Regions from separate parts of the Sus scrofa genome. Here region 2 is linked to region 1. Evidence: chromatin contacts called from public promoter capture Hi-C data. All regions are on one chromosome and are shown on one strand. Each heading gives the region's core, a stretch centred on a gene start, on an enhancer-like site or on the middle of the called end of the contact. The rest is flanking DNA. Distances are from core to core; before and after follow the strand shown.

Region 1 (4,188 bases), core at 547-3,046:
CAGCTTCAATTAAAATTAAGCAACTGGGAGTTCCCGTCGTGGCGCAGTGGTTAACGAATCCGACTAGGAACCATGAGGTTGTGGGTTTTGTCCCTGCCCTTGCTCAGTGGGTTAACGATCCGGCATTGCCATGAGCTGTGGTGTAGGTTGCAGACGCGGTCGGACCCTGCTTGCTGTGGCTCTGGCGTAGGCCGGTGGCTACAGCTCCGATTCAACCCCTAGCCTGGGAACCTCCATATGCCGCAGGAGCGGCCCAAGAAATAGCAACAACAACAACAACAAAAGACAAAAGAAAAAAAAATTAAGCAACTGAATTAAATATGTAAGTGTAAAGTACATACTGGATTTCCAAGACTTAGTATAAAAAGAAGTAAACTGTCTCAGTTTTTGTATTGCTTACATGATGAAATTATATTTTGGATATATTGAGTAAAACAAAATATTTTACTAAAATTAATTTCATCTACTTTTTCTTATTTAATGGGGCTACTAGAAAATGTTAAATTACCTACATAGCCAGTATTATGTCTGTATTGGACAACTAATCGATATATATTTCAATGAATTTTCCACTTAAAGGTTTCAGGGGAGGTAGGAGGAAACACAAACATCAAATTGTTTTTTTGTTTTGTTTTCTTTTCTTTTCTTTTTAGGGCTGCACTGGCAGCATATGTAAGTTCCCAGGCTTGGGGTAAAATCAGAGCTACAGCTGCCAGCCTACGCCTCAGCAACAAGGAATCCAAGCCACGTCTGTGACTACCTCACAGCTCATGGCAATGCCGGATGCTCACCCACTGAACAAGGCCAGGGATCCAACACGCATCCTCATGGACACTAGCCAGATTCAAGCGGATGAAGTATTGGGTGAGACAAAGGGTATTGCAGGAAAGTGATGATATTGGTTTGGGCTAGAATGGAGGTGGTGGAGATGAAGATGATACATACTGGTAAAACTGACAGTGTTTACAAATTTATTTAATCAGATTCCTCTCTGGCTCAATCAAAACACTGATTACCAGCTAATTTAATCACATTATAATTTAATGAAAACACGAATTTAAATGTATTTAATTAAATTCTATGACTTGGAGTTCCCGTTGCAGTTCAGCAGGTTAAGAACTCGACTATTACCCATGAGAATGCAGGTTTGATCCCTGGCCTTGATCAGTGGGTTAAGGATCCAGCGTTGCCATGAGCTGCAGTGTAGGTGGCAGAGTGACTTGGATCGAGCATTGCTGTGGCTGTGGCATAGGTCAGCAACTGTAGCTCCAAATTAACCCCCAGCCTGGAAACTTCCATATTCTGCAGGTGAGACCCTAAAAGGAAAAAAAAAAAAAATTCTACAACTTAAAACGTTGATCACAAATGTAATCCAATTATTTAACAACTTTATTAAAACTACAAATCTAGCAGATTCTCAGAGATTCTCTTTGCTTCAAAGAACCAAAAGAAAAAAACAAAAGCAAAATTCACACAATACATGATCACAATGATGACAGAATTCGTTGTAATGTATATTTAAACTGATCACGGAGGTAGCACAGGTGACTCCGCGAGCAGCCAAAGGAGCAACCAATGATTGTGTTACAGAAGGTTGTACTCTTTATGACAACCTAGATTAAGAAAACGAGATTGGCCGGGCCCACCTTGGCAGAGGCCAAGTCCGAGGCTCGGGGGCGGAGTCAAGCTCAGGAACAGATGGCTATAATTGGCCAGAATTCCCATGTCAGTTAGCGGCCAGGCCCCTAGTCTTCACCTCATTCGTCGCCCGCCTACTGTAGGCGGAGCGGATACTCCCTCGGCGAATTTATTCCAGCGTCAATGAGCCATTAGGTTCAGTAGCCTCAGGGCCTCGGGGAAGTGAACGCGCCAACGGAAGCCCGGAGCCCTCCTCCTAAAGTCGGGGAACCTGAGCTACCGGAGGAGGCTTCCCTTCCGACAGCCCCTCCCGCGGGGAAAGTTCCGGGGCAGGAGGCGGGGCTGCCGGAAGTCGCCGGACGCCGTCTGCTGTTCGTTGTTTGAGCGGCTGACGGGAAGGAGAAGCCCGAGCTCCGGCGGCGCCGCGGGGCGGCAGTCAAGACCAGAGTCCGAGCTGCCGCTAGCCTCCGGAGAAGCAGAAGCCAGGAGTACTGCCTGCGGAGCGGCGGGTTCGGACGCCCGCTCGCCTTCTGATCTCACCATGTCGCGGGGCTCCATCGAGATTCCCCTCCGGGACACTGACGAGGTAAGTGCCGAGTATGGGGGAGGGTGGGGGCCCTGAACTTGGACGATTCCCCCCCCCCTTTCTCTCGACTTCGTTTCCGAGGCGAGAGCACCCTCTCCGCAGATCGAACTCCCGGGGCCGAAGCTCTGATCACCTCCTTCCCCATCCCCTGTGCCCTCCCAGGCTGGGAACATCAGATCCCCGCAACCTCCGGAGGCAAGAGGGAGTTCTTGAAAGTTCCCCTCCAACCTGTTCGTATTTGGCAGTGCTCTGCTCTTTTCCTAATTCAGGGGCGCAGAGGTGTGAGTGCCTGGCAAAATGTAAGGCACCTCACAGATCGCAGAGGTGGGCGCTGATGTCACTGAGTTCTCTCTGCTGCTCAAACTAAGTATCTCTCCTGGGAATATGTAGGTTGTCGCCCTTTCTCCCTTAGAAACTCGAGTGTCATGGTGCCCCAGGTCTGCCGAGCAAAGCTCTGTCAGCGAAATAGGGACCCCAAGATAATAGCCGCTGCTGTGTGCTAGTAGAATTGACCCACTCTCCCTTCTTGTCATCTCTTTCATGAGTGGCCTATGACTTGTATGGGTAAAGCTCCCAGCATCGATGTTATCTTATTGGAGATCTCATACTCTTTTTATTTGATTATTTAGATACAATATTGAGATATACTTCACTTTCCATAAAATCCAGTGGCTTTCAGTAATATTTACAAAGTTGTCTAACCATCACCACTATCTAATTATAGAACGTTTTCCTACTATTATTTTTGTGCCACATTCAGGAGTGTGTGACACAAGTGCTGCCTCCATGATTGAGGTTTACAGTGGTATTCAACTTTGCATTGCTTCTAGAATTGTGCTTCTCAGGTTGTCAGACCAATGGCATCAGAGTCTCTGGGGGTGCTTATCTGCTCTTTACTTGCATTTAAACGTTAAGTAGAGTATCATTTTATTTTTCAGTAAGCAGAGCTTTTGCAGCGTTTTATAGGTCTAGGGATTCAAGAAAATTTGTTTGCTTCTAATACCACTATATAACCTATTTGTTGTACGCTCCTTAAACATTTCTTAACATACACTTGTTCAGCCCTATTGAAATGGAGTACAAAGCCTATGTATAACCATATTGATGTATACTCAAGAAAGCAGCCATCAAAGAAGAAATGTGACTTTAAAAAGAAGAGTTAAAAACCTACATTTTGTATTTTAGGTCATCGAACTTGACTTCGATCAGTTACCTGAAGGAGATGAAGTTATCAGTATTCTGAAACAGGAACACACACAACTGCATATATGGATTGCTTTGGCAGTGAGTATTCATGAAACAAATGCTTGGGCACATGATCAATTAAAAATACTGTGTGTATGGAAGTTAATTGTATTACCCTTTATGGAACAAAAAGGCCAGTTTCTTAAATAACTTGCTGGCCTCTGGTGAATCAGTATAGGTTGATTAAAGCAAAATTCATTTAAGTTAAATAGTATTCTGTATGGAACATTTGATTATTTAGTGATTCCTCAGTGAAGACTGGCTTATGGTTTATAAATAAGCTGAGGGAAAAAAAGAAGTGCCACAATGTAAATATTGCTACTTAACATTGTTTCCTATGACAACATCACACTTCCCAGAAAATACTGTAGAAGGTGATTAGGTTTCATGCTAAGGCACAAAAACCTTTTTGGATGAAGTTTATCTCCCAGCTTAAGTTTTTTTATCCTCTTTGGTCCCTTCCATAACGTAAGTACCACTGGAGATTCTCAGGAAAATCATCTTAGCCTAAATTTCTGTCACCTTCTGCCCTGCCCCCACCAGCTGTGTAATGTTTCCTTTTTGTGGGACCATTATAGTAAATGATTATAGTAATAAAATATAGCAACTACTATAATCATTATTCCTAAGCAAGTTTGCCACAGATCACTTCATGTAAAGGAGAGGCCCCTAATGTTGTCTGGAAAGTCAGAGAAGTAGATCTGGAATGGGCCTTGCAT
Region 2 (4,188 bases), core at 1,183-3,682, 260 kb before region 1:
ACAGTAGTACTGAATAGGAGTTAATTTGCAAACCACTGGCATAGAATTCATCAAGACAAATCTCTGGTTAAGATTTCTCAAAGGACTGGCAGCTCTCATACTATTGTACCACCTATAATTTAGTCCTTTCAAGCAGGATAACAATGTGCTTTCAGAAAATATTTGAAGGATTTTCTAAATAAAGAATAACTGTTATTTTGAAACTCATAAGAATATCAGGGATTCCAAAAATGCCACATTCTCTGATGGGTGGTAACATACACTCAGTTACTTATTTTTCTAACAAATGAACTGTTGTGATTCAAATATTCTTTAGAAAGATATGAAAATCACATCATGGGTAGCTGGGGAAAAAAAAAATCTCCATGAAAATTTAAACCATATCCATTCATAAAAGGATTAAAGCAAAGATGAAAAGCCTGGAAGTGCAACATGACTGGTTCACAAACACTGTAGTACTGAGAAAACCCTCTGAAACCTGTTCTCCATGAAATTTTGTATCAACTTCTTTACTTACCAGATATTTATAGTCCAAATAATCATCAACTAATTTCACTGTTAAGTCTGCTTTAGTATCAGTGCTAAGCACAAAAAAACTAGGTTCCTAAAGATAGCTTCTCATTCCTTACCCAGACTCTAAATCTATAAACAGATTATCCAGGGTCTTTCAAGACAAGAAATTAACAGCAGTTATAACAACTAGTCAGAAGCACTATGGAGTCTGGAATACTTTTCTGGGCTCGAAGATCTTAATCAGACAAAAATTTTACAGAAAGAAAAACTATAAAAGGACAGTACTTTAAGACCGAAACAGATTTCTGATATCACCAGTGTGTTTACTAGATAAATTTCATATTTGGAAAAATGCACTAACTAGACTTGTAAGAATTTTCTCTGGATCTTCTCTGCCTTTTGGGGAGGAGAAGGGGACAGGAAGTGTGTCAAGAGTTCAGATGTGAAAAGAAGGATCAGGCTACAGACACCAAATATAAAGTTCATTTATACCAAATGGTTATTTTGGAAACATATAACCATATCCTGGAAGAAAACATCTAGAAACTGCGGGCAGTCAGCATCAAAGGAAAGGAGAAAAATTCCCACTATTTTTGAGTTTTAAATTCAGAAAGTAACACTTTTTAGTGGAGTGATTTCAATACAGAGGTGAAAATTCAGAATCATTTGTCCGGGGCACTTCATGTTCCAGAAGAAATTCAGAACTGGAAGCTCATTTTATAATAAAAAAAAATGGGCGGAAGGTGGTGGAAAAGAATCATTTCATGCACAAGAGCTAAGAATTATAAACCATAGGGGAATTCGCGTCCTGGCTCAGTGGTTAACCCCGCTAGCATACATGAGGGCATGGTTGGATCCCTGGCCTCCCTCAGTGGGTTAAGGATCCGGCCCTGCTGTGAGCTGCGGTGTAGGTCTCAGACATGGCTCAGATCCGGCGATGTTGTGGCACAGGCCGACAGCTACAGCTCACATTATACCCCTAGCATGGGAACCTCCATATCTGCTAGTGGGGCCCTAAAAAGGCAAAAGACAAAAAAAAAAAAAAAAAAAAAAAAAAAAAGAATTATAAACCATAGGAAGTGTCAATGCCTCTTTAAAAATACGCCAGAGATGATAACTGAATCATTTGGCACTGTGAAACAGGACAGGGTCAGAATATGGTTGTACACTACAATTTTAATGGGACTGGGGATAAACTTGAACAATAACAATAAACCTACATTTTGTAACATAATAAAAACAACTGAAATAAATCATTTCAAAAACGAAAACAGAAAGTTTCCTTTCCAGGAATTAGTACCACCATTAACAAGCAAACTTCGGGTCTCACGGCAGCTGGTTCGACAAGGCCAGACCTTTGGGAAGAAGAGTAGTCTAAGCTAATTTAGAAAGGGAAGGCAGGTTAAGGAGACCGAGCCCAGGCAAGGCTTTCTAATACCGGGTGTCCAGTGCGCTGTGGGCTCACAGTTTCCAGCCCCACCAGGGCGTTTACTAAACACAACCGCCACCCTCCCACCACCACCCTTCCTCAAGCGCACCTGCGCTACGACCAACAGTTGCCTCCACTGGCGGACAGACTGCACCGGCGCCAATATTCAAAAGCGGGTCCGCGCTCGAGGAAGAAAAGCTCTCTCCCGCCCCCGCCCCTCCAACGCCACCACCCGCCCCCTCACAACGGGAAAAGCCACCTCCACACCCAGCTACTACAAACAAAGTGAGAAAGACTGCGCCAGTCCTAAGCCGAGGCCTAGAAAAGGCGACGGGGTGGGGTTTGTTTCCCTACAGAAGCCCGGAGCGGCACTCAAAGCCTGGCCTATGTTTCTACTCCTGTACCGAGGGTGATAGAGAGGCTGGGAAAAGAAGCGGCGACAGGCGGAGCTCACCCCAGGTTCAAGGCATCCCGCTTCCGGCAGTTGCGGCGCCGCCCCAGCCAGCGGCTCAGCCCCACGGGCGGCGGGGCTGCTAGGTCCGCTACTTGGTCGCACTTCAGTGACGCACAAGCCCCGCCTCCAGCGCGTTGCTTGGAAACAGTGTTCAACCTTCCTCCGCAAAGTTCGGCTCAGGATCTCTGGCTTCCCTTCTTCTGAACACCTTCCAGGCCAGGCCCAGAGGCCATCCGAGAGGGAGCGGTGGCGGCGAAAGGCGAGAAGGGTGCCGTGACCTAGTGGCGGCGGGAGAGGCCTTGCCTGGCAGGCTCCCCGTGGCTAAGGCTCCATGAGGCGGCCATGGCTGCGGCCTGGCAGATTGCTGCCTCTCCTGGCCCCATCTCCCTAGCAAAAGCCCAGCTGGTGACAAAGGCACTGCGAGCTCCGGTTTGGTCGAGTGTTGTAGTGCAAGCCACTACTTAGGCTTCCAACCTCCCACTGGTATAGCTACACAAATATCGTCTCGTTTCTTTATCATGAAAAGGGACCATATGCTCACCTACCTAGGTTAAGAAGTGTGAAAGAGAATACAAAGTACAGGTTCAAAATTGTAAGCCTAATACATGGCAACTATTATTATTATGAACTTATGTTGGCCAAATCTTGGCGTTTCAGAACATTTGTAGGTAATAATTACTCTCTATTAAACATCTATTGTGTACTAAATACTTTACTAGGCACTTTACAGGCATTGCTCTTGTTTAAATAGTTCACTCCGTATATAAACAGCAAGGCAAAGGTTTAACTCCAGGAATTGGTATTGACCCTGTTGCCTGTATGCTTAGCAGCTAAATTAAACTACTGTTTATGCTTGTTCCTGTTTCCACATTCATCCTCCCCCCTGTCATTTGTTGATTTACCTTGTAAAGAACTAATCCTGCCTTCTGATAATAGACATGTGTAGACAGTTTACTACATGCCTTGCTCTGTTCTAAGTAGTTTGAACGCATGAATTCATTTAATCGTCACAACAATCCCATGAGGTAGGTATTCTTAACACTTATATTTTACAGTTGAAGAAGCAGGAAAGTCAATTACGTTTTCCACGATCAATCAGTAAGGAGCAGAAGCAGATTCAAACCCAAGCTGACTGAACTCTGATCCTGCGCTTTTAACTCTTGTTCTAAATTGCCTGGGTGAGACTTCATTAGGGCCAGGTCCATGTGTCTGTGTACTCCTTTTTATACCTTATGGAAAGGGTACTGAGGATTGTCTCCCTGACAACCAGGGCAAAACCTGACATGCAATAACGGAAGAACAAATCTGACTCCATATTAGGTCTGTTGCCTGTGCTTAGTCATGCTCTGCACCTTTTGTAAAAGAATATTGCCTATAGCTTGAAATATGCAGATAACCTGACCACGACCTGACCTGAACAGAGAAAAACAGGAACATCGTGACCTGACCTACATGGACAGCTACAAAAACAAAGGATCCAGACACCAAGAAGTTTGCAACAACTCATCATGCCCCTCCCTCAGCCTGCTTTTAAAAGGGGGTTGCTGAAAGCCTTGGAAAATTTCCATTTTTTTAAGGCATGAGCTACCCATATCACTGAAAGGCCTTGCAATAAATCTTTCTCTGCTTCAAATTCCGACATTCCGGTTTTGTTTAGCTTCATTGTGCATCCAGCACACGGACTTGCATTCAGTAACAGAAATTGTTCAACATTTGAACATTTGATGAATATTTGAAAGTGGGGAAAACTAAAAGCCTAATAATGAACTATATATAATTATTTAGTAAGTTT

The links. Promoter capture Hi-C pulls out the DNA fragments that hold promoters and counts their contacts.
Region 2: a contact with region 1 is called in a promoter capture Hi-C map of liver, with 4 times the contacts expected there. The contact joins the promoter of RNF141 here to the promoter of CTR9 in region 1. A contact is called at or near these places in 1 of 5 promoter capture datasets (liver) and 1 of 2 datasets of contacts at active chromatin or transcription factors (alveolar macrophages).

Annotation. Positions count from the first base shown.
Region 1 is chr2:48,727,088-48,731,275 of Sscrofa11.1, reverse strand. CTR9 (RNA polymerase-associated protein CTR9 homolog) reads left to right here and starts at 1,796. Exons shown (of 26, transcript XM_021083325.1): 1 at 1,796-2,224; 2 at 3,410-3,512. The coding sequence starts at 2,180.
Region 2 is chr2:48,983,763-48,987,950 of Sscrofa11.1, reverse strand. It overlaps RNF141 (ring finger protein 141), which reads right to left and starts at 2,432. Exons shown (of 6, transcript NM_001252196.1): 1 at 2,397-2,432.